Regions from separate parts of the Mus musculus genome. Here region 1 is linked to region 2. A link is a contact called in public Hi-C data. All regions are on one chromosome and are shown on one strand. The core of a region is the stretch at or near the end of the contact, and the rest is flanking DNA. Distances in the headings are between cores, read along the strand shown. Region 1 holds the start of Elovl4 (elongation of very long chain fatty acids (FEN1/Elo2, SUR4/Elo3, yeast)-like 4). Region 2 has its middle 36 kb from the start of Gm39386.

Region 1 (4,690 bases), core at 1,241-3,740, 45 kb after region 2:
CCAGGTTCTCAGATTCTGCCGGTGCTCTTGGAAGAGGAGCGGTGTGACCTGCCTCCCAGAAGAGACACGGAGCACACACCCAAGCGTAAAGGGAGCAAGGACAGGAGCTCCAGGTGTGTTCAAAACAAACAAACAAACAAACTTGAACAGTGCTCCCCCTTACACTGCAGCAAGGCCCAGACTCTAGCCCCTGAGCCTCTGGTGGATTAAGAAGCGGCACCTCTGCCTGCACACGGCAGCTCTGGGCAGAGGTAAGGAAGCAGTCTCAGGTTTCGTAAGTGGATAGTCTAGAACATGGATGAATACCTTCCCACTGACCTGCTAGTAAGAGGTCACCTGAGTGTCCCTGCATCTACTCATTTCTCAAGTTTGTCCCATCATTGTGTATTATTTTATGTGCCCCTAAAAAGTATAGGTGCAAGCTTTCACATGAGGGAACACACAAAACCCCCAACTCCATTCACTGTCTTTTTCAGAATCATTCAGAAGGAATGAACCACCACAGGAGGCTTACGTTCTAGCTTTGCTCTCAACTCTTTTTTTTTTTTTTTTTTTTTTTTCTGAGGCTCAGGAGAGGTGAGAACACTACTGAATGGGAAGGAGCCGAGAGAGAGAACGCCTAGGTGTGGCTCTGGATGCGAGGTAGCTGGAGAACCTCATCCGCATCGCCACCTGCCAGCCAGCTTGTCTGATGTTCGGCTCTGTGCAATTGTGTAAGGGGAAGCTCTGATGCAATGTTCCCACCAGTATCGCAGAGATGAAGGGAAGGGTGCTTCTTCCCCGGGTATTGCAGGTATCAGTGTGATAGCATTAAAGTAAAGCTCAAGAAAGAGTCGTTCCTGGACAACTGCCTTTAAACCACCGCCAGCTTCGCGGCTTGGGAACTACTGGCTCTCCTACGGTCAGATGTTTGATCTCCTGAGAAATATCGCGCGTTTTAAAACAAGTCATCGAAGCCTCCAGGTCGAAAAAGCGTTTGTCTCATACAGAAACAATTCCAGCAAGCATTTTGTTCACAGCACATACATCAAATGTCATTCTGTATCAAGCTATATATAACCCACTGTCTCGATTGCCCTAGCAACAGAACACAAAAAACTAAAGAAGAAACTTTTCACTTCTAAAGAAGACAGCCATCATAACCTATATTGCTAACATCCTCCGTTGCTAGAATACAGGGTCACACTGCAAACACACAACACAAATTTAAAGCCCCAAACTATTCCCTGGGATCCTTTAAACTTAACGTTTAAGGTCTCGGAAACTTTTTAAAGCAACAAAGCAAGTGAAGAAATGTTAAAACGTGAACATTTATGTTACAATTACTTCTGCTAGGAAAACTAAGTCACTCAATGACAGCCCTGCTCTGCAAACTCAACAGCTGAAGGGAAAGTTCGCTAATTTCAGTACACTGTACTTATGCTTATGCAGGCTTCTGAGCCATCCTCTAGGTGCTGCTGCGGAGACCCCCAGCCCAAAGCCTGCCTTCTTTCCCCTCCCCCTGACGGCACTGCACTGCGCAAAGCTCTCGCAGAGGGTAGCCTAACAGATTTGCTACTGGGAAACCACAAAAAAACTAACGTTCTTCAAGAAGCTAAATAATGTTATTTTACTTTTCAGTCGAAATTATACTACAAAGAGGTTAGCTAAATGGAAGAAGATAATGAGTGGTTTGTCAAAGTCTTCAAGGAAGCTGAAGTAGCGGAGAGACAGGTATAGTCGCAGCCCTCGTCCGCCTCCAGGCCTATCGCTCTATAAGGAGTACCAGTGCATAAGATAATAGGCGAGCTCGGGAAATGCGGGCGTCAGGGCAGGGTGGTTCCTTGGCTGCACTGGTAGCATCTGGTTAAGTCAGCTCCTGCATTCGCGGAGCTGAAGAGATGGGAGTGTTGAGGGGATGGGGGGTGGGGGGGAGTACGCCTTGAGAGTCTCATCTGATTAACCAGTGCACAACCGCGAGGTCCGCGGCGCCGCATCTGCGGGGACCCGAGCGCCCCCAACAGCCTCAAGGCGCTGGGTAGGGGGCGCAGGGCCTTGCCTAGCGCTGAAGCCGGGGACTGGCGTCTGAGCCGTGGGCAGCCCAAGGAACACCCAGAGGAGATGGGTGAGGCCCCTCGCCTGTACCTGCAATGGTCCAGGTCCAGCGATAGAACTCCACGGTGTCGTTGAATGCCGTGGACATCGCGTTCAGGACGCTGCCGGGCTCTGAGTCCAGCAGCCCCATCTTGGCGAGGAGAGGTACGAGCAGCGGCGAGAAGAGAGGCTCCGATGGACCGTGGGCGACTGCGGCGGGAACCCTGCTGGCAGCGGCGTCTCCTCCTCCTCCAGGCGCCGCGACTGGGGATGCAGGCGGAGAGCAGCGGCGAACAGCAGAGACAAGAAGCCGGAGGGCGGAGGAGGAGGAGGACCAGCCACGAGCGCCCAGCGCTGCTCCTCTCTGTCGCCGCGCGCTGCCGCAGCTCCAATCCCCTCGCCCGCATCACGTGGCCGCGCGGGGCGGGGCGGCGCCTCCTCTCGCCCCGGGCGCGGGGATGCTGCGGTCGCGAGTGGTGGCCGGCTTGCGCAGGCGCGCTAAGGCCAGCCCCGGGCCACCACCTGGGCCACAGGAACGCCGCAGGGGGACACCTCGTACCCAGTCCTCCTCCCCTGCCTTCCTGCCCACGGTTACCTCTGTTCTGCCGGATGCAACGTGGGAAACCGGACGGGAAAAAGTGGGAGTTTGTGGGCAAAGATGAAGTACGCGATGCATTTCTGGTTCTTGCCTATCATTCACCTCCATCACATGTGCTTTTGCTGTCTTCGCCTGTGGCACGTGCTTGTCACCCAGACAAGGAAATGCGGGTGGTTTCACTGTAAAGGAATGCCATTTGTCTTAAGCAGCGGCAAAGGAGAGTAGTCTGTGGTCACCCCGTAAATATTATTAGCATGTAGTTAAATCCTTGTGAGTATTGAAAACAGCGACACTGGCCGATCAAAGCAATATAATTGTACCAAATTAGGCTATTGGTAGTTCAGAGAGGATGGAGCCATAAGAATAGGCTAAAAGAGTCCACTTGCACCACATGAGATTCAGGTCAATCTGAAAGGGTGATGCTGAGGAGAAAAAGAGCAGTTGACTTGTGAGAAGAAAGCAGTCTCTATGAATAAATAGCAACAACAATAACTGCAGCAACAAAATCACACTATGCCATTTTTATAGTTTCTGACATAAAGCAAGATTTCAGTGAATGGTCCAATAACAAGTTCATATGCGTTTTATTCAGATGTGCCATCCACTTTTGTTTCGGCTTTTTTTCTCCACTTGACTGATTTAGAATGCTTATTTTAGAGGTCACTGAGTCAAATGCTCAACGTTGTTAACATGAGTACTACCTGAGCCCTAACTCTGTGCTATAAATAGCAAGTCATAAATATTTATGGTGACAAAATTATAACGCACATCACTTCAGAGCATAGTGGGAGTTGTTTAAGTAGAGAGAGCTTCGGCGAGGAAGGCTAATTAAAGGTAACTGATTTGCTATATAACTCAGACCCCCACAGCCTTCTTTACATGCTTTATTCTGAAATCAACCAAATGATATGATTTATTAATTTGTCAAATCTGCTTGCCAGAATGAAGTTTCTCAAATTAAAGAATTTCTTACACCTCAATTCCTAGTTACGAATCTAGTAACTACAAAGAATTCTAGTCAAATTTCATTTCCTTTGTTAATGTGAGTATGAGTTAGGTTTCCCTTTGCTTATGGTATTGGTTGCTACCTCTGTATTGTCTTGGAGTCTTGGATGTTTTTATGATGGAGAACAGATTCCTACCCTCACCTCACAAAATGTCACCGTCTTTGCTTATTTAATATAATGTGGAATCATTAAGGCAGCTTTATTCAAGAATTTTCTTGGAGCCTCTCTTCTACAGTGGAGGTCAGTTTGAGTTCCTTGTTCACTAGGGGGCGCCTGTCACATAAGGAAATCATAGACAAGCCCCATCAATGTTAAGTTAGAAATGGCAACTATATTGTTAACATTTTCTCTGCCTTACTTGGGGGCATAGTCATTTTTATTTATACTTAGGAGCTGTTCAAGCACATAAGAAGAAACAGTCTTAGGATGTATCCACCCTTGAGCTCTATTACTTGGTGTGAAGATTACAGTCCATTACTTAATATTGCTTAATTCACAAGTAGTTTACAGATACCAATAATCACACAGAACCAAAGCTTGCGTCTATGGTTTGAAAACATCCCTAGAAGTTCATGTGTTGTTGGATCTCAATCCCCAATACAGCAAGGTAGAGAGTTGAGACCTACTTGGAGTGGTGTGGATCATGAGGGCTCCCCTTTCATAAATAGATTAAGTAGCAAAGCTTTTTTATTTTTTTGACCAGGCTGGCCTCAAACTCTAAAATACACCTGCCTCTGCCTCCCAAGTGCTGGGATTAAAGGTGTGTGCCACCACTGCCCAGCGCAAAGCATTTTAAATTGTGAGTTTGGTCTCTCAGAATAAATACTTCTTAGTCGTCTACTTTTTTTACCATGGAATGATGCAGGAAACAAAAGCACCCTCACTAGATCTAGTGCCTTGAATATAGGCTTCCTAGTTTTATACTGTAAGAAATAAATCTGTATTCTCTACAAGTTACTTAGTCTTTTGAAAAGAAGCAGCTTTGAAGTGGGGTAATGGGTAGAGACTGGAA
Region 2 (4,087 bases), core at 646-3,145:
GGACACTTTGCCCCTTCTTAGAATTGGAAACCCATGGAAGGAGTTACAGAGACAAAGTTTGGAGCTGAGACAAAAGGATGGACCATCAAGAGACTGCCATATCCAGGGATCCATCCCATAATTAGCCTCCAAACGATGACACCATTGCATACACTAGCAAGCGTTTGGTGCAAGGACCGTGATATAGCCGTCTCTTGTGAGACTAGGCCAGGGCCTAACAAACACAGAAGTGGATGCTCACAGTCAACTCTTGGATGGATCACAGGGCCCCTAATGGAGGAGCTAGAGAAAGTATCCAAGGAGCTAAAGAGATCTGCAACTCTGTAAGTGCAACATTATGAACTAACCAGTACCCTGGAGCTCTTGACTCTAGCTGCATAAGTATCAAAAGATGGCCTAGTCGGCCATCACTGGAAAGAAGGCCCACTGGACAGGCAAACTTTATATGCCCCAGTACAGGGGAACGCCAGGGCCAAAAAATGGGAATGGGTGGGGAGGGGAGGGGGGGGGAGGGTGTGGGAGGCTTTTGGGATAGCATTGGAAATGTAATTGAGGAAAATACGTAATAAAAAAAAAGAATGGTGGTCCATCAAAACAATGGCATACGAGGCAATGATAAAGAAGTAGCCCTCAAGCCCTGAGAAAACATGTAAGAGGTCTTACACACACACACATACACGCACGCACGCACGCACGCACGCGCGCGCGCTCACGAACACAAACACACACTAACTGAAAAGGCACAATGTGATTCCAGCAAATAGAATATTCATTCTGCAAAAGGTACACACATGGGGACAGCCAAAAGATGAGTAGTGGCCAGCGTTAGAGGAAGAGAGGTGTGTCACAAAGAGCTCCCAGGGACTGAATCTATTGTGACCGTGGGGTTTATATAACACCTAGAGTGAGCCCAAATGCCATCTGGAACTTGTATTACTGTGTTAAAATCAGCAAAAGTCATGGCGCGGGGCAGATGGTTTGTGGATCCTCTATGATCTCTGCTCAGTTTTCCTCCTGGAACCTGAAATTACTCTAAAAAATTGATGTCTGTTTTTAAGAATATTTATAATAAAAATTTTGCATGTGACTTCAAAGAAATTCAGTATACCAGTAATAAGACCCATAGTATAATTTTGTTGAAATAATTGTTAGCCCTTTTAAAGATTCCTTTTATTTTGTTTACTTTTCAAGACAGGGTTTCTCTGTGTAGCCCTGCCTCACCTGAAACTCACTCTGTAGACCAGGCTGGCCTGCCTCTGCCTCTCTGCCTCTCTGCCTCTCTGCCTCTCTGCCTCTCTGCCTCTCTGCCTCTCTGCCTCTCTCTCTGCCTCTCTGCCTCTCTGCCTCTCTGCCTCTCTGCCTCTCTGCCTCTCTCTCTGCCTCTCTGCCTCTCTCTCTCTGCCTCTCTGCCTCTCTCTCTGCCTCTCTGCCTCTCTCTCTGCCTCTCTCTCTGCCTCTCTGCCTCTCTGCCTCTCTGCCTCTCTGCCTCTGCCTCTGCAGTGTTGGGATTAAAGGTGTGTGCCACCACCACCCTGCTAGTGTCTATGTGTGTGTATGTGAATATGTACACGTGAATGCAGGTGCTCTCAGGGTTACATGTAGTTATGAGCTAAGATTCAACTTGGGTTTTAAACACTGAGCTATCTGTGCTCCCCCAATTAATAAAAAATGTTGAGGCAAAGTCTCAAGGCTGATCTGAAAGCTCTGCGCTCAGGTGATCCTCCTGCCTTGGTTTCTCAAGCAGCTGACGCACACAATACTATGAACAGCTAATAAATGTGTCTGAGGTCCTAATACTGAAACAGAAAGAGGTTTGGAGATGCATAGAGCGAAGGGCATGGTATTAGTACTGTTGTTTAGGCTAGGGATCTATGGCAGGCCCCTTAGGATTTACAGTCATTAATTTCTATTATTGTCACAGTGTCTGACAGTGAGCCCTTAATCTGATTATCTTTTCTGCTCTTCTACCCCCTCCCCCATCTCACAAGGAGTGCACATTAACTCCTTCTATAAATCTGTAAAAGCCAATACCAAAACTTCTTTAGGTTTATTCTGCTATTAAATAAACTTAAGTACGTAAGTAATAATGTCTTCCTATAGAGATTTTCTTTGCCAAAATTTAAAGTTTAGTCCATTAATCTACAGTAAACAGTGTCAGAACTTCAGAGGTACAATTAATGACTCAGTTACCCCTTAACTGGAGAGTTTTTCTAAGCGAATCAAATTTTGTATTTGCAGTGTGTGTATGTGTCTGTGTGTGTGTGTTTTCCAAGGAAGCATCAAATCATATCATCATAGCATTTTTTGTAACTATTTGATGATGACATAATGTAGTATGTTATATAAGCAACAACGCAACCAGTCTTCTAAGGGGTAGTTAATACATATGATGCATATATTACCTTTTAAAATATTAATTATACTTTTACTAGATCAATTCACCAGAAGAGTTTCTATCATTTTCTCAGTACAGCAAAACTCCTTCAAAAGTATGCTTTAAGCTATAAATAGACATCAAGGGAAAACATCCCAATATTAACCTAAATATGCAGTGAGTAGTCAATTTTTTGCTGCAACTAGGTAATATAACCATTTTTGGAATTGAACTTAAGGACAGTTGTGAATAATTTACAAGTAGAAAATGGCCTAGAGCAATAATTCACTTTTGAAAATTACTGAATAATAGCCATGCAAAGCACAAAACTTTCCCCAGAACTGTTATAAAATAAATCACGAAATAATAATAAAACTCTTTTACCAAATGCAGGAGAGGTAGGACTTTTAAGAAGATACTGAGAAAATGCAAAAATTGTCATGTTCTGTGCAACTCTGAGTTAGATACAAACTAAAGACTATGTATACCGTTTTATTTAATTTTCTTGTATTCAGTTAGATATTATTAGCCTCATTTTATATATAAAGCAACAGACCCAGAAGGATTTAGTAACTTGTTCCAGGTTTCATCTAAGTAACAAAGCTCAGACAGGAGTCTCTAGACTTTAAAAAAAATGCTTTCAGTTTTGTTTTGAGAAAATATCAACAAGTTTTCTGATTTTGGATAACAGGCAAGCTCACCTCTTGAATGTCTAACCTCTGATAGTCCTGTTAAATATATACTAAAGATAAGCAAAATGTCAAAACCCGTGTTAATGGGAAGAATATAAAGGAATCACAACAGATACGTTTCAATAACATTTGATAAGATGAATGTAGATCTTTACGTTGTTGAACCACAAAAAAAAAAAAAAAAAAAAAAATCACATGAAGAGAGATGTTGTGGAAGAGGTATTGAGTTTTTCTTCCACGGTCCTCAAATCCAAGACTGATGAGCTGTCAGACGTGAGTTGTTCGCTGAAAAAAAGGACTTGAGAATTTTATTTTATTTTATTTTATTTTATTTTATTTTATTTTATTTTATTTGGAGCAAACAGGTAATTTTAGCTAACTTGTTCAGTCTCTGTAAGTGGGGCCTCAACCATGCCACAGAACACAATGGGCATATCAGAAGAAAGTCTGTGGGAGTTTGTTCTTTCTTTCTACCATGTGAATCCCTGGGAATGAACTCAAGTGGTTAGAGTTGGCTGGAACCACCCTGACACACTAAGCCATATTCCTAACTCTGAGTAAATGGTGGGTTTTTTTGTTTTGTTTTGTTTTGTTTTTTGTTTCAGATATTTTCTTTATTTATATTTCAAATGTTTTCCCCTTTCCAGGTCTCCCCTTCGGAAACCTCCTATCCCATCACCCTCCCCCTGCCTTTATGAGGGTGCTCCCCCCATCTACCCACTCCCATCCTCCCACCCTGGCATTCCCCTGCACTGGGACATCGAACACCCTCAGGCCCAAGGGCCTCTCCTCCCACTGATGTCCAACAAGGCCATCCTCTGCCACATATGTGTCCAGCACTATGGGTTGCTCCATGTGTATTCTTTGGTTGGTGGTCCAGTCCTTGGGAGCTCTAGGGGTTGGGGGTCTGGCCAGTTGACACTGTTGCTTCCTCCGTGGGGCTGCAAACCCCCTCAGCTCCTTCAGTCCCTTCTCTAACTCCTCCATCAGGAACCCCCAAGCTCAGTCCAATGGTTGGCTG

What was found. A called contact is a pair of places that touch in the nucleus more often than the background predicts.
Region 1: a Hi-C map of rod photoreceptor shows a contact between it and region 2, with 2.7 times the contacts expected there. The contact joins the promoter of Elovl4 here to the enhancer-like site in region 2. A contact is called at or near these places in 1 of 39 promoter capture datasets (macrophages), 2 of 484 Hi-C or Micro-C datasets (epidermal suprabasal cells and rod photoreceptor), 1 of 115 datasets of contacts at active chromatin or transcription factors (embryonic stem cells) and 2 of 9 other capture datasets (liver and pancreatic islet).

What each region holds. Positions count from the first base shown.
Region 1 is chr9:83,803,815-83,808,504 of GRCm38.p6, forward strand. Elovl4 (elongation of very long chain fatty acids (FEN1/Elo2, SUR4/Elo3, yeast)-like 4) reads right to left here and starts at 2,491. Exons shown (of 6, transcript NM_148941.2): 1 at 2,125-2,491. The coding sequence starts at 2,224.
Region 2 is chr9:83,759,611-83,763,697 of GRCm38.p6, forward strand. No RefSeq gene overlaps it. Among named protein-coding and RNA genes, the nearest start is that of Gm39386, 36 kb to the left of the region's middle. Within about 2 kb of position 1,896, at least 3 of the 459 cell types and tissues checked have an H3K27ac peak or open chromatin away from gene starts, as enhancers often do. A contact at or near this core is called in rod photoreceptor, where this site is marked.